Linked DNA regions of Mus musculus: all the other regions are linked to region 1. Evidence: chromatin contacts called from public Hi-C, HiChIP or PLAC-seq and promoter capture Hi-C data. All regions are on one chromosome and are shown on one strand. The core of a region is the stretch at or near the end of the contact, and the rest is flanking DNA. Distances in the headings are between cores, read along the strand shown. Region 1 holds the start of Sox4 (SRY (sex determining region Y)-box 4). Region 2 overlaps 2610307P16Rik (RIKEN cDNA 2610307P16 gene). Region 3 overlaps Cdkal1 (CDK5 regulatory subunit associated protein 1-like 1). Region 4 overlaps Cdkal1 (CDK5 regulatory subunit associated protein 1-like 1). Region 5 overlaps 2610307P16Rik (RIKEN cDNA 2610307P16 gene). Region 6 overlaps Cdkal1 (CDK5 regulatory subunit associated protein 1-like 1). Region 7 has its middle 36 kb from the start of Gm40841.

What was found. Promoter capture Hi-C pulls out the DNA fragments that hold promoters and counts their contacts. Hi-C and Micro-C count contacts between places; a contact is called where the count stands out from the background. HiChIP or PLAC-seq counts read pairs in DNA pulled down with a chosen protein or histone mark.
Region 2: a contact with region 1 is called in a Hi-C map of cerebellum, with 2.1 times the contacts expected there. The contact joins the enhancer-like site here to the promoter of Sox4 in region 1. A contact is called at or near these places in 2 of 39 promoter capture datasets (3T3-L1-derived adipocytes and liver), 3 of 484 Hi-C or Micro-C datasets (cerebellar granule neurons, cerebellum and granulosa cells), 18 of 115 datasets of contacts at active chromatin or transcription factors (the SCID.adh cell line, astrocytes, bone marrow-derived macrophages and 14 more) and 3 of 9 other capture datasets (adipose tissue, embryonic stem cells and macrophages).
Region 3: an H3K4me3 HiChIP or PLAC-seq map of embryonic forebrain shows a contact between it and region 1, with 6 times the contacts expected there. The contact joins the enhancer-like site here to the promoter of Sox4 in region 1. A contact is called at or near these places in 4 of 39 promoter capture datasets (the 3T3-L1 cell line, 3T3-L1-derived adipocytes and liver), 2 of 15 datasets of contacts at CTCF or cohesin (large pre-B cells and pro-B cells), 21 of 484 Hi-C or Micro-C datasets (the HL-1 cell line, Sertoli cells, brain and 13 more), 24 of 115 datasets of contacts at active chromatin or transcription factors (the 230-238 cell line, the SCID.adh cell line, astrocytes and 17 more) and 1 of 9 other capture datasets (pancreatic islet).
Region 4: an H3K4me3 HiChIP or PLAC-seq map of embryonic limb bud shows a contact between it and region 1, with 3 times the contacts expected there. The contact joins the enhancer-like site here to the promoter of Sox4 in region 1. A contact is called at or near these places in 9 of 39 promoter capture datasets (the 3T3-L1 cell line, the HPC-7 cell line, HPC-7-derived erythroid cells and 5 more), 1 of 15 datasets of contacts at CTCF or cohesin (pro-B cells), 4 of 484 Hi-C or Micro-C datasets (brain, granulosa cells, neural progenitor cells and 1 more), 19 of 115 datasets of contacts at active chromatin or transcription factors (the 230-238 cell line, T-cell acute lymphoblastic leukemia, bone marrow-derived dendritic cells and 14 more) and 1 of 9 other capture datasets (adipose tissue).
Region 5: a FOXA1 HiChIP or PLAC-seq map of pancreatic cancer cells shows a contact between it and region 1. The contact joins the enhancer-like site here to the promoter of Sox4 in region 1. A contact is called at or near these places in 19 of 39 promoter capture datasets (the 3T3-L1 cell line, 3T3-L1-derived adipocytes, the C10 cell line and 13 more), 1 of 15 datasets of contacts at CTCF or cohesin (large pre-B cells), 55 of 484 Hi-C or Micro-C datasets (the 3T3-L1 cell line, 3T3-L1-derived adipocytes, the AML12 cell line and 32 more), 30 of 115 datasets of contacts at active chromatin or transcription factors (the 230-238 cell line, the NIH/3T3 cell line, the SCID.adh cell line and 23 more) and 4 of 9 other capture datasets (adipose tissue, embryonic stem cells, macrophages and 1 more).
Region 6: a promoter capture Hi-C map of the HPC-7 cell line shows a contact between it and region 1, with 4 times the contacts expected there. The contact joins the enhancer-like site here to the promoter of Sox4 in region 1. A contact is called at or near these places in 2 of 39 promoter capture datasets (the HPC-7 cell line and liver), 1 of 15 datasets of contacts at CTCF or cohesin (the NIH/3T3 cell line), 3 of 484 Hi-C or Micro-C datasets (cerebral cortex and uterus), 10 of 115 datasets of contacts at active chromatin or transcription factors (acute myeloid leukemia, craniofacial prominence, embryonic basal ganglia and 7 more) and 1 of 9 other capture datasets (adipose tissue).
Region 7: a Hi-C map of muscle stem cells shows a contact between it and region 1, with 2.6 times the contacts expected there. The contact joins the enhancer-like site here to the promoter of Sox4 in region 1. A contact is called at or near these places in 4 of 39 promoter capture datasets (the 3T3-L1 cell line, cranial neural crest and liver), 1 of 15 datasets of contacts at CTCF or cohesin (pro-B cells), 1 of 484 Hi-C or Micro-C datasets (muscle stem cells), 21 of 115 datasets of contacts at active chromatin or transcription factors (the NIH/3T3 cell line, the SCID.adh cell line, T-cell acute lymphoblastic leukemia and 17 more) and 2 of 9 other capture datasets (adipose tissue and macrophages).

What each region holds. Positions count from the first base shown.
Region 1 is chr13:28,952,387-28,955,086 of GRCm38.p6, forward strand. It overlaps Sox4 (SRY (sex determining region Y)-box 4), which reads right to left and starts at 1,313. Exons shown (of 1, transcript NM_009238.3): 1 at 1-1,313. The coding sequence starts at 635. All of the region lies in intron 1 of Gm46405 (a long non-coding RNA gene), which reads right to left.
Region 2 is chr13:28,480,006-28,482,705 of GRCm38.p6, forward strand. All of the region lies in intron 7 of 2610307P16Rik (RIKEN cDNA 2610307P16 gene), which reads right to left. Among named protein-coding and RNA genes, the nearest start is that of Gm40841, 60 kb to the left of the region's middle. Within about 2 kb of position 1,431, at least 11 of the 459 cell types and tissues checked have an H3K27ac peak or open chromatin away from gene starts, as enhancers often do. A contact at or near this core is called in cerebellum, where this site is marked.
Region 3 is chr13:29,369,858-29,372,557 of GRCm38.p6, forward strand. All of the region lies in intron 13 of Cdkal1 (CDK5 regulatory subunit associated protein 1-like 1), which reads right to left. Among named protein-coding and RNA genes, the nearest start is that of A330102I10Rik, 350 kb to the left of the region's middle. Within about 2 kb of position 1,279, at least 68 of the 459 cell types and tissues checked have an H3K27ac peak or open chromatin away from gene starts, as enhancers often do. A contact at or near this core is called in brain, cerebral cortex, cortical neurons and 9 more, where this site is marked.
Region 4 is chr13:29,429,825-29,432,524 of GRCm38.p6, forward strand. All of the region lies in intron 13 of Cdkal1 (CDK5 regulatory subunit associated protein 1-like 1), which reads right to left. Among named protein-coding and RNA genes, the nearest start is that of A330102I10Rik, 410 kb to the left of the region's middle. Within about 2 kb of position 1,312, at least 49 of the 459 cell types and tissues checked have an H3K27ac peak or open chromatin away from gene starts, as enhancers often do. A contact at or near this core is called in the 230-238 cell line, the HPC-7 cell line, bone marrow-derived dendritic cells and 3 more, where this site is marked.
Region 5 is chr13:28,543,172-28,545,871 of GRCm38.p6, forward strand. The region is part of intron 7 of 2610307P16Rik (RIKEN cDNA 2610307P16 gene); the gene reads right to left. Among named protein-coding and RNA genes, the nearest start is that of Gm40841, 120 kb to the left of the region's middle. Within about 2 kb of position 1,435, at least 77 of the 459 cell types and tissues checked have an H3K27ac peak or open chromatin away from gene starts, as enhancers often do. A contact at or near this core is called in the AML12 cell line, astrocytes, brain and 10 more, where this site is marked.
Region 6 is chr13:29,457,223-29,459,922 of GRCm38.p6, forward strand. The region is part of intron 12 of Cdkal1 (CDK5 regulatory subunit associated protein 1-like 1); the gene reads right to left. Among named protein-coding and RNA genes, the nearest start is that of Cdkal1, 400 kb to the right of the region's middle. Within about 2 kb of position 1,334, at least 10 of the 459 cell types and tissues checked have an H3K27ac peak or open chromatin away from gene starts, as enhancers often do. A contact at or near this core is called in the HPC-7 cell line, where this site is marked.
Region 7 is chr13:28,456,417-28,459,116 of GRCm38.p6, forward strand. No RefSeq gene overlaps it. Among named protein-coding and RNA genes, the nearest start is that of Gm40841, 36 kb to the left of the region's middle. Within about 2 kb of position 1,260, at least 27 of the 459 cell types and tissues checked have an H3K27ac peak or open chromatin away from gene starts, as enhancers often do. A contact at or near this core is called in muscle stem cells and pancreatic cancer cells, where this site is marked.

The sequences.
Region 1 (2,700 bases), core at 63-2,562:
AACGATGCAGCCGCCTTGCTGCCGCCCGCCGGGACCAGCTTAGCGTGGGGCTTGCCGACCGAGCTGCCCGCCACCTTGGGGCCACAGCTCTTCTTGGGCGCGGGCTTGGAGCTGCCGCCCGCGCCACCCCCCGCGTGGCTGCTTCCCGCGTGGCCGCTGCTGCCCGCGACCTTGTCGCCCTTCTCCCCTGGCTTGGCTGTGGCCGCCGATCCCGCGCCCGCGTTGCCCGACTTCACCTTCTTTCGCGGCCGGTACTTGTAGTCAGGGTAGTCAGCCATGTGCTTGAGGCGCAGCCGCTCCGCCTCCTGGATGAACGGAATCTTGTCGCTGTCCTTGAGCAGCTTCCAGCGTTTGCCTAGCCGCTTGGAGATCTCGGCGTTGTGCATGTCGGGCGACTGCTCCATGATCTTGCGCCGCTCGATCTGCGACCACACCATAAAGGCGTTCATGGGCCGCTTGATGTGGCCACTGGGCGTCTTGCACCAGCTGGGGTCGTCCGCCTTGCCGCCCGTCGACGCGGTGGAGCCAGGCGTCGGGGAGGACGCGATGCCCAGCTCCAGGCCGGCGCCCGAGTCCGAGCTCTCCCCGGCCAGCAGAGCCTCAGTGTTCTCCGCGTTGTTGGTCTGTTGTACCATGGCCCCGGCTTGCCGGGCGCCCACGCGCGCTCACACGCTCGCGGCGCGGTCGCCGGGCCCTGCGGGCTCCCCGGGGCGGAGACCAGGGTCCCCTGAGCGGCGCGCGGGCCAGGGGCGGCCGCCTCCCGCCGCCAACCTAGAGTCCCCGAGGCCCTCCGTCCTCCCTCACCGCTGAAGTGCTCCCTGCGGGCACCGAGGCTGGAGTCGGCCGCGGCGAGGAGTTTCTCCAAACGTTGGTAGCCGGAGTATCTTCCAAACGCAAGTTTCTCGCCGCCTCCGGGGCAAGTCTTTCCCCCACCCCTTTCCCTGAAGCAGTCGATTGCAGTTCACGAGAGCTCGCGGTAGCTCAGGAAAGCGACATCGTCTCTAGCGCCTAAGTCCCTTTCCTGCAGTGCAAAGCCAAAGCGACTCTGGCTCCGGGACTCTCTGTGGGCGGAATCGGCGCTGAGGAGTTGGTGCAATTATTTTGTTGCAAGGTAGGAAGCCAAGAAGCTTGCATGCAACAGACCGGCATGAATAAATGTATGTTTCTCCCTCCCTCCTGCAAGAAGGGGAGCTGGTTACCGGCAGAGTTCCCCCACTGCAGACTCTCTAAGAAACAGCGTGCAAGAACTGGAAACCGGGAGGGAGACGGCCCTCTTCCCCTCACTCTGTTTCTCTGGCTGCAGCTTAGAGCAGACCCCAATTCCGCCTCGCGCTTCTTTATCCTTTCTCAGACAGCCAATCAGCCGCTGTAACTAACGCTTCCTCGTGCCAAGCCCCTCCCCCGTCCTTCCCATTGGCTTGGAACCCGATGCAATAATAATCTCCGCGTGCAATGAGAAGCTCCAAATCTGACCTCATTCCAATTTACAGAGCAAACTTTTTAAAAGGGCTAGAAGTACAGCTGAGATTTCTGCTGCCTCTTTCCCCCCCACCTCCGCCTTTTGCTGGGTGCGCGCGCGTTTGCCTCTGTGTGTGTGTGTGTGTGTGTGCGCGCGCGCGCGCGCGCACGCACGCGCATGTGTGAAGAGGATGTTAATGCATGAAGTTATTAAGGGGAGAGACGGAAATGTATTCTAGCCATTATGTTAGATAACAAGGGGCTTGGAGGGGGGGTAAGGGTGAAATACTGTAAATGGAAGCTTTCTGCTTAAAAGCCGAGTGATTATTTTTATTAGTTCTTTTCAGCCCAGGAATAAAGAATCAGCCTTTGGTGCAAAATCTCTTTTCTTAGCCCCTTCTTAGAGCTAGAGATGTAAGTGGGGGGAGCCACAATAATAAATCAATGGATATTGAAAACCATTAAGAAAGTGGTACCTAGACACCTGTCATCACAATTATTTTAACAACTCTGGGTACAGAACAAACGTTGGTGTATTGTGTAAATCCCTTCAGGATGCTATCTGTGCTGTTTGTGAAAGGCAGGGTTTTTTTTTTTTTTTTCTTTCTCCCCTTTTCAGTAATTACTTACTCTTTTTGCCAAACAGAGGTTAACTAGTTATTTAATGATTTCACTTCCCCTATAAATCCTGGGTAGGCCAAACAAGATTTTCTGTGGAACGCTAAGGCAGTGGCCCATAATTACCTCAATAAGAGACTTTGTGTGATTTCTGTATAGGGCGATCATGGTGAATACAGGATGGGATTGACTTCACTTTCTAAATGTTTGTTTTCCACAATATCCAAAGGATAGATGGGTTCGCTATGTGCTCTCCTTCCCCCTCTCTTTCTTACCCATTGTCTCCCGTGTGTCTGTGCTACTTGAAGCAATTGGGCCTAAAAGACCAAGAAGAGAAAGGGGTGGCACAGGGGAGTGGGCTGCTGGACCTATCTCAAGTCCCTCTCCTGATCTTTCTTTCTGGGTCTCATTGTCCTCCTCTTCTGTGCTTTGGGAACCTTGTGAGCTTTATAGAGGGCTTGTGTTAGTGCCCGGTGAGTGTGTGATTATAAACCACGGATGTGTGTCCTGAGCCCTCTGGATTCTAACACACATTCCGAGTTCTCCCTAATGCAAATGCCACTTCTAGTAAGAGCAGCACGATGTTCGAGAGACTAAGGTGGGAGGTGGTCACCGGTGGTGAAA
Region 2 (2,700 bases), core at 181-2,680, 470 kb before region 1:
TTAACTTATGGAAGAAAACTGAAACACAGATTAAAAAAAAAAATACCCCGATGAAGTGTGGGATAGATGGGAATCCATGGTGTAGGAGTTACTCAGAATTTAGATAGACTATCTTCTAAGACTTGGTTATAGTATAGAATGTAAAGGTCTCTCATATGTGTGTGTGTATGTATTCATATATATATATATATATATATATATATATATATATATCAAACATTTATCACATATTACATTATGATATATATTTATCATATATATTATCTTTAAATTTTATGTAGAGAGATTCTATCTAAAATATATGTTTATAATCTATGCAATGAAATGCAAATATAATGCATTTGAACACAATGGTCCAGTGCTACTCATATCATTTGGAGCACTGTAATTAGTTTCTTATTGAAAAAAAGCATCCCGACCCCCTCAGAACTAAGAAAAGCTACATGTTGAAACAGCAAAAATTCGATGCCATACCAAAGCTCAGTACTTGAGCTGAATTCAATGGCATGGTAAGTGGGCGGTGACGGGCATTGCCGGGATTCAACCTTTTAGGGATATTGTTTTAGACATTTGTAGTTACATATTGCTTACATAAACGTCCTTAGTTCTTAGTCAAAACTGAGGTGGAGCGCCACCAAGTATCAAATATAAATGTGCCAAAACTCAGAGAGAAAGAAAATGAACCAATCAAAATAACAAAACCCCCAGCTTCAATCCTGACCGCTGATTGTCTTTTATTCACGGTCACTGCCAGCGCTTAGCCTCCATTACAGAGATTCTCCAGGTGCATCTGTTTGCTTCAATCTGGATTCTATCTACGATAAAGTGTCACCTGCCAAGCAGAAAATTGAAGTGCACATATAAAATAAATAAATTTTAAAAGTGTGCAGGAAAAGCGAAATAATATTTTTGACAGACACTCTTTCCCCTTCAAGAAATACTAACTATCTGAGGAACTACCTTGTAATGCTGTGGTCATGTAGCAATTACATTTGCTATAGCCAGGATATTATCAATAGTCCATTTCATTGTGCAATGCATTGAAGAATTCCAGAATATGAAAATGTCCAAAAAGTTAAACAAGAACACACATCCTACCACTGTCTGGCCACACTTCTCTTTTGCTTTCCCACATGATTCTACGTACAAAACTCTGGAGAAAATGAATTACCCTGGAGGAAAAGGAAAGTACCCATATGACTGTGGTATTTCCCTAATTATGCGGCTATGATGTTGGCAAACAGCTGACTCTGGGGTCCTGAAGATCCAGCACACAATGAAGTGGCAAGAACATTTCCCACCAAGTTCTTTTTATAGACTCACTAGGTGCCTCCACATAAATGGATAGCCATCACCATTAACTACTCACAATGGCTAATAACTGGCCCAGCTCCGCATTAATTCAGGCTGCAGCTTAAATGCCAAATGCAGTGACGAAGCCCACAAGCTGAGAGGACAAACTGACAGTCCCTGACAGCTCATGCCTGGGCCAAGCTCTGAACCACAAAACAGGGCAAAACTCCCATCTGCTGTCCATCTGCCATCCTGCCCCTATCAAGAAAGGTTATACCACAAGCTGCAGACAGATGGGCTTTGCAAAGATCTATTAGGGGGGGAAAGACAGTCTGAGATGATTAGAATAATGACCTTTGGTTCAACACAGAAATCCCAAGAGTAATGAAAATTATACACAAATCCAAGGCCTTTTAATTGTATAAAACAGATATCGCCTCTTTAGCCACCATGAAAATAAATGGTGCTTGTCTTCCACACACTGAGTTACAGACTTGTCTACCCAAAGACAATGATGTAAGAGTGAGTGTGTGAACATGTGGATATTATCGTCACTCGAAGTTGTTTTTCTCAATGAAAAGTCAGTAAATTTTAACAATGTTATTAAATGTATAAAACAGAAATCCTTTGTAAGTTTCTGATGATGTGCATTTTCTTCGTGATCCTATTCTATATAAACAGGAAATTGGGATAAGTCAGCTCATGTATTAAACAAAAGCCTTATGACAAAACGGGAACTGCAAACTTTTTCGCTAAAGCAAAGCATGTGTTTTGTTTCCATAGCACAGGAAAAACAAATAAACAAACAAACAACAAACTTTTCACTAGGCACATCCATACCCAAGACAAAAGGCAGATACTTGGCGCATTCAATATACAAGCTATACCACTAGACCAAGCAAAGGGCTGGATGTTGGAGAGAGACAGAGGAAGACATAGATGGGCTGTGTCTTTATGGTGATTCAGTTCATGGGAACATTTATGTGAGCAGTCAGGAGAAGAAATAACCTGGAAGCCTGTAAATGGGCCTGCAGTTGAAATGATTGCCTCAAACTGTCCATAAAACACACAGAGCTTGCATGTGAGGTGTGTTTTTATTGTCTTATATTTCATACTTTTAAATTTTTAAACTTTTCTTTACAGTTTATGTGGGACAAACAAATATGGCTTTTCTGCATTTAGAAGAAAAGACAAGGCCTATTGACTCAACTGAGCACTTCCCAGTGATGGGAGGAAAAAAGATCTCTAACACATAGAAATCTATCTAGCAAAAGATGCTACAGCAAGAGCACTCTGAGCGACTCCATGCATCTGAACTTTGAGAGCAGGCTACTTGACTTGCCAATCAGAGCAAGTTAGCTCTGGGAGATGAAGGTCAGTGAACTGAACAGAAAGGAAAGGAGGCCT
Region 3 (2,700 bases), core at 29-2,528, 420 kb after region 1:
ACCACTTTTGGTAAACTGACTTATATATAAGATTAAGTCTAAGTGTACCAGTTTCTTTTCACTTTTAAAAGGTGGTACTGGGGACCCTCCTCCAGGTCTATCTGGACAAGTGTAGTTCTCATCCCTACCAAGGAAGCGTCTCTTTGCAACAGAGGGAAAACCATGGAAAACCACCCCCAATTGGTATGTAGAGTTGTGGAGGCTAGTCCCAACTGATATCTATAGCACGACTTCTACACCTAAGATTCAGGATCATTGGAGAAGAGGGGACAGGAAGGTTGTAGGAGCCAGAACGGGCAGTTTTCTGAGAGACTCTGTTCCCTAGAAGTGTCATAAGCTACACCCATGAAGTCTCATGAGCTGAACAGGAAGGGATGGGTTGTCCAATACTGAATGGTTAGCCCTGAAAATATATGCACACAAGTAACATTATATAGATCAAGCAGGCTATATTCATGAATTTAGGAACACACACACACACACACACACACACACACACACACGGAACGGGGACTTGAGCACATTTTAAAAAATATGGCTAGCAGGAAATTAAAAAAAAAATCTGTAGTTTACCCTGAGTTTTTCCTGCACATGGGTACTCTAGATCACTGTGATGCTGTCAGAGACTCTCACAGGTCACACCACCCCTTGTACTATTCAGAAGAGGGCCATTCAGGTAAGTCTTAGATAAGAAGGCAGCTGTATCTGCAAATTGTAAAGACAGGCTCGATTGTTGTTTGGGCCATTAAATTATTCCTGCGTCTCTCCAACCCCCTCCAAATTACAGCTTCCCTAACATTTTAGGGTGTAATCAATTTGAGATTTTACACTGGGATTTTTGGGACATCCTGGGACTAGGAGAAAGATGATCCAAACTGTCACATATTCTTTATGACTGAAAAAGTGGCCACAGAAACAGCAATAGCAGAGGAACTTAAAAAAGGCAGAGAGGGGGATGCTCATTTCCAAACTTAAACAAAAAACAAAAAACTTTAAGCCAAAAAAAAAGAATGCCCAAAACACATACCGGCTTTGGTAAAATAAATCTTTTATTATCCACCTCTCTACCAGAGAAGTCAGTGTACACAGGAGTGATAAATAACAAGTGTGGTGAGACACAGCCCACTATCTGCCAACCATTTGCCAGTCAGGACTGAGGCCGAGGAAGCAGAGAGGATTAAGCAGAAATCAAAGACTGCCAAGCTCTAATGGTGTCTAATTAGCATAACAAAAGACACAGCCACAATCTTTCAGCAGCGGGCCATACATCTCATTAAAGAAGACTGAATAGCAATTATTCTCTCCTGCTATCCTTCCTTTCCCTTGCTTCTAGGCTTAGCTCCGGGAGACCCTGAGACCAGAGCTGGAGAGCCTCTGCTTTGTTAGCCAAGCATCTGGGCAGTAGGGGGAAAAATCCACTTGCAGGACCAGACACCTGCACTCTCAGTCTTCTCTGCTGGGGCAATGGATCTTCTTAAGCACAAGCAAGTCCTGCTATCCATCTGATAGGACTCCCACCGAAAGAGGTCTTTGTTGACCTAACAAAACAAAACAAGACCCCAAACTAAATCCCATCCCCCTTAAAAGTCTGCATTGAAAGAAACTTACTTCTACCTATGTGCTTCTCTTCCCCCAGCCTAGCAATTCCTTCTCAATGTTATGTCCCTGTCTGAGACATAATGAAGCGAAATTGAAATCCTACCACATTCTATTGCAACCTGTAATTAGCTGGGTGCACACGTACATGCACACATCATGCAATTTAAATGAGAGTCTTGGTTCAGACCTCGTCTCTGTGCTTCCTTTGGATGACAGACAAGTGTGAAAATACATGAAATTCAACACGGGGAGACAGACAGGACTTGTGGACAGGGGACTTTTTTTTTTTGCACATATTTAAACCAAGAATAAAAGATCCCACTGAACCAAATAAGCAAACAAACTTATTTCTCTAGAGTGATTGCTAAAAAAACCAAAAGTCTCAATGAATTCTAATATTCATCTATTCTGGGGTAAGGGCTGAGCCAGAAGATGAATAAAAAAAAATGACACAGTCATTTAATCTAAGCAATTATCAGTTCTGAACACTACTTTTTGATCAGTAATGCCCTTCTCAAAAGGAAATTTGGTGCGAGAGTTCTTTGATTTTTCCCCCCCCTTTCCCATAATGGCTTCAGCTGCCAAGCACAATATTGCACTGTGGACTGAAGCCAAATCTAGCCAGGTCTGTGGCCGCTCTAGGAGAGCTGTTTATCACAGATGCAGACAGGAACCTTTGCTGCAGCTCCCAGAATGGCACAGGAAAAAGCAGCCAACTGGCTGGCCTGCCTGGGAAAACCTATGCAGTCTGTCTGGGCTTTCCAAACTCCTCTAGGACTACTGTATGGCAGGCACCAGGAGACGCTGGGACCACTGAAGCTAGACTGAAAGTTGTCCAGACACTTGAAGGCTATAATATTTTGTGTGGGACAGTACATAGTTGAAATAGCCTTTGGGGAGCACTTAAATCCTACAAGGCCTTCTAATATGTGGTAAAGGACTTGGGACTCCAGAGTTGTGCTAGACCATAGTCCCTGTTTTATGGTCCTAACCAGTACTAGGCCCATCCATGCTCCTCTCATATGCCCTGTGCTCAAGCACATATTCCTGCCACCCTAAAGTCACACAAAGTCAGACCTTTCCTTTTTCCCAGTGACTGGT
Region 4 (2,700 bases), core at 62-2,561, 480 kb after region 1:
GCAAGAGGAGAAAGAGGTAGAATCAATCTGGGTCTTGAAGGATGAGTAAGAATTTAGCAGGATGAGAATACCCACTCTTTCCTGAACAGCAGACGTATGAAATCCAATGGCCTTGTCAGGCTGCTCTCAGCAGTGAAAACGGACACATGTACTGCTGAATGCCCGTGGTACCCTCTCCAGTAGAGCAGAAATCAAGGCTACGATGCCCTGTGCTGCAGGGCTCACAAATGACATCCCCAGCAGGAATACAAAGGAAGGCAATAAGCCAGACCATCTAAGCAACTGTGTGGGGAAATACTAATAAAACAGGAATCTGAGTTATGGACAGGGAAAGAGAACAAGCCTGCAGGGCAAGAGAATGTGAGGTAACAGAAAACAGAAGGAGACTGTAGTTACTAATGGGCAGAAAGGGTGGGCAGCACAGACTCCAAACCTCTGCTGCCTCACTTAAAATTCTCATTTTATATTATATTACATTGACAAATACAATAATAAAGACAAATAAGTAGCTTTAAAAGCCCAAATTAGATTATAGAACTTTATTTCCTGCAAAATCACTAGATTATAATACTTTCCAATGATTAAAATGGAACACACTTATATACAAAAGAACTTGAGTCTTTACAATTCTTGTAATGATATTTGCACTTAAGATACATCTAGAGGTTTGATCAAAGCATATTGCATGAAAACTTTTTCAATAAAAATATTTTTAAGAAGAGATACATTTAAGCCTTAAAAGATACCTTAAAGATCAAACATTGACACAGAAAACTCTTACCATCACCAGCAGCAGCTTGGAACTTCTTTTCTTCTCAGATGGTGAAGCTCTAGTTTTCCAATTTCAAGAGAAGACAATGGGAGCTGTGACTAGTGTAAGCCCAGTACCTGTGAAGCTAAGGCAGGATTGCCAGGAGCTCCAGGCCATGCTGGGCTATATAGTGAGATTGTTTTCACTTCTCCTACACCCTCCAAAAGAGTGCTAACATGCACACTTTCAAAAGTGCCATAAAGGCATCATATAATTATGTCTTCTTAATACTGTAAAACAAACCCCAAAGGGACTAGGCAACTGGCCCATGGAAATATTTTCTATTCACTATTATCTCTAGACAGAATTCTGGCAATTGCTTCATGCAATGCAGAATCTAACCTCAAAGGTGGCAATCATTTAATATGGCCCACAGATGGGGCCTTTCAGTCACTTAATAATTTTCTGAGAAAGAGGAACCAGGCCTGGGGAGTCCCTCCCACAAGAGTATCAACCCAGACACCACGAGTTCCAGGACTCCCAGCAGTCTCAGAACGGCAGCACAAGAGTGGAGGCTCTCACTTCCCCAGAGCACGCCTGTGACAGGTCACTAACGGCACTGGCAGGCAGGAGCCCTCACTCCCCCAATGCATGCCTGTGACAGGTCAGTATCAGGGATTTTCAGCACATCTCAATAAAATAAACAGCTGAAAGTAAGTCATTAATTTTATTTTATGGCAAGCTACACTTTTGAGAAGCAAAGTGTACTATCCTAGGGGAGCTGGTTAAAATTCACCTTTCTTGAAAACATAATATCAGCACATTCTAATTTAATTTCTCCTTATAATTTCAAGGAACTTTTCAAAAAGACCTTCCAGGTTAATGTTTTTCTAAATTCTGCGAGAGTCCGAGTTTAGCAAGTTGTTTTCTCTTCTTAAAAAAACATGAGTAAACGCTTGATAGGCTTTGTCTGACATCTGTCGCTTGGTTCTCTTGGCAGGAAATGAAGGAAGGGAAGGTCCGAAAATCAATTTTTCTCCTTCCTTCCTTCCTTCCTTCCTTCCTTCCTTCCTTCCTTCCTTCCTTCCTTCCTTCCTTCCTCCCTCCTTCCCTCCCTCCCTCCCTCCCCCCCCTCTCTCTAACTATGTACAGATGTTGGGGGTGGGGTTGCATGTATCCTTGGAGACCTGAAGAGAGAGAGCAGTGGAGAGCCTGGGGCTGGAGTTCACATGGTTGTAACTGCCCAGGGTGAGTGCTGGGAACAGAACCCAAGACCTTGCAGGATCAGCAAGTGAATTTGATGCATAAGCCAGGCCCTGAAAATCAGTGTTATTCTACTCCATTATGTTAAGTGTTGTTCTTTTGTCGGTTTGGACTCAACCTGCCCAAATGAAATGTGCAACCCGTGTGGGACGCATGCTGGCAAGTGAAGACAAGATGTGCAGCTTGATATCCATTTCAGAAAGAACAATAAATGCATGCTTTAGTGCAACTACTGAACAATGCAATACACGGAACATCTGCAATTATACTTATGCTAACCTGAAATTGTGATTAAGCTGGGTGCCTTGTGTTCCAATGTGCAGACTCTGGGAGCCCTGCATACAATTCTGGGCCTACCAAAGCGAGTGAACACATCTGAAACTTGCCTGGGGATGAATAGGGTTTATGAGTATAATAGAGAAGGCTGGGCAGACGTGGAAAAAATGGTTCAGGGGTAGGGTACGTATCAAGACCATGGCAGCGTGAAGAGGTGAGCTCTAGTGATCCGAGCAGCAGGAGATGAGCAGGGATGGACAGCCAGACCCTGGTGTTGAGCCCAAGGCAACCCCTCTCCACAGGATGCCTGAAGCCGTAGAAGCAGTAAATCACCAGTGACAGGAGACACAGATGCTTTCAGGGTTGAAAAATAATTTGAAACATAGGAACTAACATCTCAACCACCATTT
Region 5 (2,700 bases), core at 185-2,684, 410 kb before region 1:
GATATACAGAGACAAGAGAAAGTATATATGCACTCTACTTTTGAATATTTCTTCTCTCAGCCCACCATCCACCTACTAAGCTGCACATATCCCCACATAAGCAAAATCAGGAAAATGGCAATTATTTGGATGGTGAGAGTATTCCTTCAGGCAAATGCTGTTTCTGGAATAATCTAGCATAACAGGATTCATCCTGGATACAGAGCAGCACTACACTGACACTAAAGTTTATGATTACTGTCACAGCAATATTTTCCTACACACACTAATAAACCAAATTTAATAAAATAAAAGTAGTGTGCTCAAGGATATAGGGAAGTGATATTTGAAACCCAGGTCCGGCGTACTGCTGAAGCTAGAGGGTACTTTGTCAACAGAGGCTGACCAAAATGGAGGGGCATTAATCAATGAGAGGAAAGGGAAGTAAGTCAGCAGAGATGAACACACGCAGAGACCCCTGCTATGACTCTGCTGAGATACCCCATAAATCACACATGATACCTGAACCCCAGTGTGTGGCGACTGATGTCATGTCCTGTGAATGCCCTTTTTGATTCTCTTTAAAGTTGTCTTTAAAATCTAACCTTAGGAACAAAAAAATCAAGGACTGGGGATATGGTTGAGTAATTGAACATTTGCCTAGTATGTTCAATGCCCTGTGCTACCTAAACAAATAAGAATCAAAAGATTACGAATCAAAGCACAAAGAAGAAATTCTCACAGAGAAAGGCTCATGATCTGATTTTTTTATCATCTCTTTTTCTCTAAATCTATCAAATGAGTAACACAAGCAAAAACTAATAATCACCATCCCAGGAAAACTGGAAGCCTTCTTCAAACACAGTAACTTTCCTGAAAAAGAACATCCTACAGATGGCGTCTGCCTTCTAAAATATTATAGATGACACAAAGAAAAACCAGGCTCTGAGACGGATCATCAGATCGTTTGGTTCTTAATAGACAGCTGTGGCTAATGTGCGCCTCAGCCCACATTGCAATCCTGACGCACACACCCTGGCGCTGAGGTTATCAGGCAACTCAGTGAAATGGGACAGAAAACCCCCCAAGGAGCCAAAGCTCCGGAATCTGCTAGACTCATTTCCACGCTCACCCGGGAACCCAGAAAATCACTTTCAGATGCAACCCAGGACAGAGGCTGCCTGCAAGGAGAAGCTTCGATGTACACAGTCTTCCCCAGCAAACCCCCCCGCCCCTCCCCCCCCCCCCCCCCCCGTTTTGCCCTTCACAGCTACCAGTCTTTTTTTTTTTTTTTTTTCTGGAATTCACAAACTTCTTCACAGCAAAGCTTTCTTGCAAGGCTGCTGACTGCCCATCTCTTTCTATCCATTCAGTGCCTGGAAAACACAAGAAGGGGAGACAAAGGGCAAATGCCAGTCTGTGACCTCTGTCTGGATTTAGCGGAGCGTGATGTGTGAATCAGGTGTGTGGAATGGAGGTTTCCATGGCAACGAGACTGCCAGCCAGGCAAGGCTTCACATACTCTTTCTACCATGGTAATAAAAACAATGAGGCCACCTGAGGGACCTCAGCAAAGAGTGAGGCAGCCAAGTTCAGGGTTATCGAGTGACTGGGCGGACCTGGGTCTGCATGAGGTCTACCCACACCCTTAGCACTGGATTCTTTCCCATCAGTGCCTACTGAAGTCCACTCACCACCTTTTGCTGGAAGATGGCATGATCTCTCAGAGGAGTTTCTTGAAAGTGTTATGTAGAAAGGGCTAGGGGAAAGTGTGTAAGCAAAGATTCAGCTATGCCCGTCCACACATTGAGCTATTTTGACCCACTTTGATACTAGGTGCCTACTTGACAGAAGTATTTCCGCTTTCTGGAAGCTTCTTTGCCTTACCTTTGAGTGTGTGTTTGATTTGTACTCTCAGGCCACTAGGAAAGGATCCTGAGCTACATTTTGTGTTTCAGGAATTTAAAATTTTATACTAAATTTTGGTTGTGTAAACACTAGAATTATTCAAAACTTAAAGAAAAAAAAGCAGCTTGTTTTTAAGGCCCAAGAGTTGGATTAGCAGAAGGGAAAAGGGCATACAATTTTAATGAAATCAAAGCTTGCCTTGATTTGTGGGGATGCCCAGTCTATGTGGGGCCCAGGCTCTGAGATGGTTAACAGGTCAGCAGCAGGCGGGATCTGAAGGAAACTGGAAGACAGCAAATTACACTTCCTCTCCCCCCACTGTTTTTAGCTCTGCTCTTGAAGGGTTTCAATTCCTTCACAGCATCACTCCACAGGCTGAATAAAAGTTCCTCCTGCTACTTGGGTTACAGGTCCTGCTTCAGCAGACTGTGACAGGCCCTGCTGTGATCAGCCTGTCCTTTCCAATGCACCAATGGAATGTGTCTCACCACACCTGACTGGCACCCGGAGGCCACCCTCTGCCTTTCAGACAGCTCCTCGTGGTGCCCTAGGATATGCCCACCCCAGAGTCTGATTTACTGCACCAGCTACTCCTCTGTAGCTTCAGCCACTGCAGTTCACAGTGGCACTGCACATCCAGGCAAATTCAATGAATTTTGGTTGCTACAGAACCCCTTATCAGCATGAGATAAGCACAAATATTCCAGGTGATAGTGAACCATGCACAATATTGCACCCTGTGCAGTCATGCTTTTCCTATATGTGCTTGCCCACTGTGTGCACACACCATGCTCCTCCTAAATGTATATACCC
Region 6 (2,700 bases), core at 84-2,583, 500 kb after region 1:
GTCTGATTCTTCTAGGAATCTGCTTTTAAGCCAACATGACAATGTTGCTATTAATAAAACTTCATAATACAATTTTAAAACAGACTATGTGGTGCCTCTCTCTTTCTCAGAATTGCTTTGGCTATTCAGGGTCTTCGTGATTCCACATAAATTATTTAATGAGTTTTTCCATTTTTGTAAAGAATACCATGAGGGGTTTAACAAGGGTTGTGCTGAATTTGTGTCTGATAGTTTTCAATCTTTGGAGAATATTGTCATTTTAATAATATTAATTATTTTGGCTCATGAACTTTGGATTCTTATATCTTCTTCAGTTTCTTCTATTGAAGTTTTAAGTAGGTTTGTTCTACCAACATCTTTCACTTCATTGTCTAACTTTATTCTTGACTATCTCTGATATTGTTATAAAAAGAGACTTTTCCTGATTTTTTTGTTTCCAGCTTGGTCAGTATTTTCATATGGCACTGCGGTGGGTTAGCAGCTTGAGTGTATTCACTTTGTGGATTTATAACTGCATTTCACACAGAGGGCACATCATCTTTAAACAAAAACTTTCTTTCTGTCTTATGTCTTTACTTTTCTTGTCTGATCATTCATTAGCATTTTCAGTGACATAGAAAATGACAGAAGTAGCCATCTTTGTCATGCAGCAGATATTGAGGGAAAGGCTTAGTTTTTTTTTCTGTTACAAGACTTGCCCTCCCCCCCCACCCTTTGGTGGGTTTTGTTGTTGTTTTTTTTTTTATAAGTAGCCTTCATTATATTGAGGATTCTATTTGAACTCATAAATTGCTGGTAGTTCGAAGTAGCTCTTGTTAATCAAGAAGAATCCATGAACTTGTCCGATGCCTTTTGTCATTGAGATGATCACAATTCTTCCTGTATTTTTTTCCACTGCTGCTTGCATCACAATCATTAAATTACAACTATTAATCCAGCTTTGCATGGCCGGGACCAGTTCCACCAGGTCACGATGTCCAATCTTTGTAATATGCTTTGACTTTGACTTGGCAATATTTAACTGAAGATTTTCAGAACAATGCTAACAGACCGTGGTTTTCTTTTCGTGATTTAGACGGCAATATAATGTTAGATTTGTGAAATACATTTTTTTTTTTTTTTGGATGGAGTTGGAGCTGGATATGGTGTCCTAGACCTGGGACATGCTGGGCAAGCACACTATAACCCCAGCCCTTCCCTTTTCATCTCGGGAAGAAGATTCTTTTAAAGCTCTCTGGTTGGTTTTATTTGATCTTTCTGCTCTTAAGGTCTGGCACACAGCTGTCTCCTTTAGCATACTGGAGGTCTGTTCACCTCTTATCTGTGCTAAGCCATATGCTTCCTTTCTCCTGTGTCCTCTTCCTTCACCCACTCTCTTATTTGATGATGCCCAGGCTGTCTTTAAAAGCTTTCTGATAAGTGCACAGAGTCATAGACTGGGAAGCATTTTTCTTAAGCATTGGTCATTGAATGTCTTTGGGTGCTGTCCAGAAGTCTGAGCCACTCTGATCCCTGAGCCTTTCAACATGAGCTGGTTCTTCTCCCTTACCATGGTTTAAGTCTGTAATAGATTCATGATTCAGGCCTGTGGTGGCCACTTTCAGTCATTGGAAGTACTTTTGAATTATTTCATTATTTTTATCTTCAGTCTGTTTAGAATGCCTGTTATTTGAATGTTGAATATTCTAACAATATTTTCTACCTAATTTCATTTTATTCTATTTTCTAGGTACATTTTCTCTACTTTGTCTCAACTCCATGGTATTTTCCTCTTTTGTTACCATGTTTGTATTTTCAAGAGTTCCCCATTATCTTCTAGAGTATTATTCAAATGGTGCCTGCATCTTGTGTCATGAGTTTAATATTGATGGTAGTTCCTAGCGTTGTTTCCTCCACTCAGAGTCCTGTTTGTTTTCTCTTCCTAACCACTCTGGGCTGTTGACACTAGTTTTTTGCTTCTTATCAGCTATTAACTTTTCTGAGATGTCTGACAGTCCACAAATGGTATTCATGCTCAAAAGTAAGGGACAGAAAACGGCGACTGGCACTTCCAAGACCACACTCGAGCTTGCTGTGAAGTTCTCTATGCAGGGATCTGCCTAGATGGCTTACCTCTAGAACGTCTATAGACAGTGTTTCTTAGTACTGGGCTGGCCAGCTTTCCCAAAGAGACACTTTTAAACTCTTCTCAGGAGGGCAAAGCCACGTTACTGACAGTGTTCTACTTGCTTAACAAAAATAGCAACTATGTTTAGATGCTGACTGGAATCTGCTTGCCCTCAACCATATCCAGTGTCCTTCCACCTATAGAATTTCTACTGTCACCTCATGGGAATACACAAGCCACCAGGTTTCGGCTGGGACAGGGGGAGGGATGGATGTTACCTAGAAGCCAGAGATGGAGGTAGGAGGAAAGAAGAATCTAACTCCTTTATAGTTTACAGTTTTTTTTTTATTACAGTGTTTTCTCTTACAGAAGTACCAGCTAATTCCCTAACCACGTGAATAATCTCCAGCATCTGTCTTCCAGCACTATTGACGAATTGGTTGCAAGACTCCCAAAGATACAAAGAAGTACAGATGCTCAAGTACATTATACAAAAGGTGGTGGCAATTGCATTGAGCCTATTTAGCCTACCCAGGTCCTTTGGTATACTTTAAAAGGAATCTTCTCTTGTTTACTTACAATACCCAATGCAA
Region 7 (2,700 bases), core at 10-2,509, 500 kb before region 1:
TGATGGGAGAGGAGAGATGGCTCGGTGGGTAAGAGAAGCTCAAGAGAAGCTGACGGGAGAGGAGAGATGGCTCGGTGGGTAAGAGAAGCTCAAGAGAAGTTGAATTTGGTTGCCAGCAACCACTCAGAGTGCAGCACTATTTTGTATAATCCCAGCTCCAGGGAATTTCACGCTCTCTTCTAATCTGTACAGCTACCTACAGAGTGTCAAATACAAACACATACATATAAACCAAATAAAAATAAATCTTTTCAAACAAACCAAGGGAACAGTAGAACCTTTTTTTCTGAATTGGAATCTATGCTCTACCATGGCTTTTTAATTTTTTTTAACACATTACCATTCCGGTGAGGAAAATAGTTATTTCCACCTCAGAGATTAGATAATGGATGAAACAATTGGTCCTCCTGCTAAGTGCCTGAATAGGATTTCTACCTGACTACCCAGTGCCTTCCCTACAAAATTATCCTGATCCAACCTGTTTCCAAATGTTCCCTCACGGAGAGAAATGAAACCATAGGTAAAGAGTCCCTACAGTAAAGATTTTCTTAGGGGGTGAAGCTCACCAAGACTGAACCGCCAAGCAAAGAGCATCATTCAAGGGCTAAACCTAGGCCACCTATATATTTGTGGCAGATGTGCAGCTTGGTCCTCATGTGGGTCCACTAACAATTGGAGAAGATGCTGTCTCTGGCTCAGCTGCCTGCTATTGGGTTTCTTTCCCCTAACTGGACTACCTCATTGAGCCTCAAGTATAAGATGTGCTTCTATGCTTCTATGTGTGTCTATGCTGCCAACTGGGGGTTCCAGGGTGGTGTGGCCCCCTAAGGGGAGCTTCCACTTGTCTGAAGGCTACAGGGATAATGGGTGGAGGGACTTGTAAGAGTGGGAATGGGCGGAGAGAAGGGTGGTGAGATCAGGAATAACAGAATTTCAAGATCTGTCCCCGCACCCCCCCCCAAAAAAAAACAAAATAAAAATTTCAGAATACTTTTACAAAAGACAAGTTCGCACAAAGAATGATGATGAGCATTGACTGTAGAATCTAAGTCCCATGTCTTGCTCAGGGATTGCTCATCTGGGGACTCCAAGCCAAGCTTTTGTTTTTCATTGTAAGGAGTCCTTTGATTCTCATTGACGCACAGGAGTTAGGGAAGGTTGTGCAACACCACATGAGGCTGACTTTACCACACAGGGGAAAAAGTGCCAGCCAGACATACAATGTCCACTAATAATGAGTCAGGGACATTATCAAAGACCTTTCTGTTGACTCCTTTACAAAGGAGCTTGGTGTCAACAAGGTTTCAGAACTAGGAAATGACACAGAGAGGGACAGTCACTTCCTCATCAGAGAACACACATTCGCCAAAATCTGAGGTGCCTACAATTCTTTTAACAAATTACATGAACTAGAGAAAGTTTTCAGTAAATATTCATTTTTAGATCCAAATGAAGAACTATTTAAAGGCTACTCCACTCATATAGTCAGAGAATACTGCTATGTGTAGTTAATACCTAGTTAACACCATTTTCTTGGCATAAAAATGTCAAAAATAAAAGGGAAAAATGTCAGTAATGCAGGAGGGAAGTGGAAATGGAAGAATCAGGAAAAATAATCACATATAATACATAATCACAAATAAATAATCACACATAAATACATAAAAAGAATACGAAGGCCCTCCTAACAAAGCCACTAGGAAGCTCTCACACCAAGTGCATGCTTCCTGTCTGCCCTGTACTCTCTTTCACAAGGTGTTCACAGGTCTCTTATCATCCCAGAAATGAGTAATGTTATACACCGTTTCGGTCCTAAGTTGATTACAAACAACTTGTGTGAAATACAGGGACTTTCTTAATTATTAAACACTGGTAAAGGCCTTTTTTAATATAGGTTGTACCATGCAATCATTATCAGGAGAAAAAGAGTGTGATGTGAAGCCTAAGGATATGGAGTTACTGAACAAATAATGGGGAAAACTGTTCAATCAATTGGGCTTCTTATCAGAAGTGGTCTCCCAATGTAGTAACAAATACCAGGAAAACTTATATTCTCTCTGTCTTTCCGTCTCTCTCTGTCTCTGTCTCTCTGTCTGTCTCTGTGTGTGATGTATATACATGTATGTGTAGATGTCTGTACATGTGTATGAGGCTAAAGGCCAACATCAGATGTCTCCCTTGAGTGTCTTCCATCCTATTTTTGAGATAGGATTTCTTATTGAATCTTGAGTTTATGGACTCCTTAAGCCTGGCCAACCAATGTGTTCCACGGATCTGCATGTGTCTACCCAATTCAACACTAGAATTAAAGGCTCCAACTATGGAACCTGACTTTTAGGTAGATATCTATTATATGAACTCAGATACTTGTGATTGGGAGGTAGTACCACAGCAATAGAGCCCTCTTCCAAGTATGCCAAAAATCATTTTAAATGGTATACATGCTGCAGCCATTTTTCTAACATTACGAGTCAGTGGATGTCATTTGAACACTTTTTAAAAGTGATGTTTGTGTCCAATGATGGCAAATATAAAATGCACAATAAAAAGGATTTCCACTACAAGAACACAAAAATATGGGCTTACTTACTGTATACCTTTCGTTCTTGACAATTAATGGATATGGGCTAGAACTGTGGTTCTCAACCTTCCTAAAAATACAACTTTTTAATATAGTTCCTCTTGTTATGGTGACCCCCT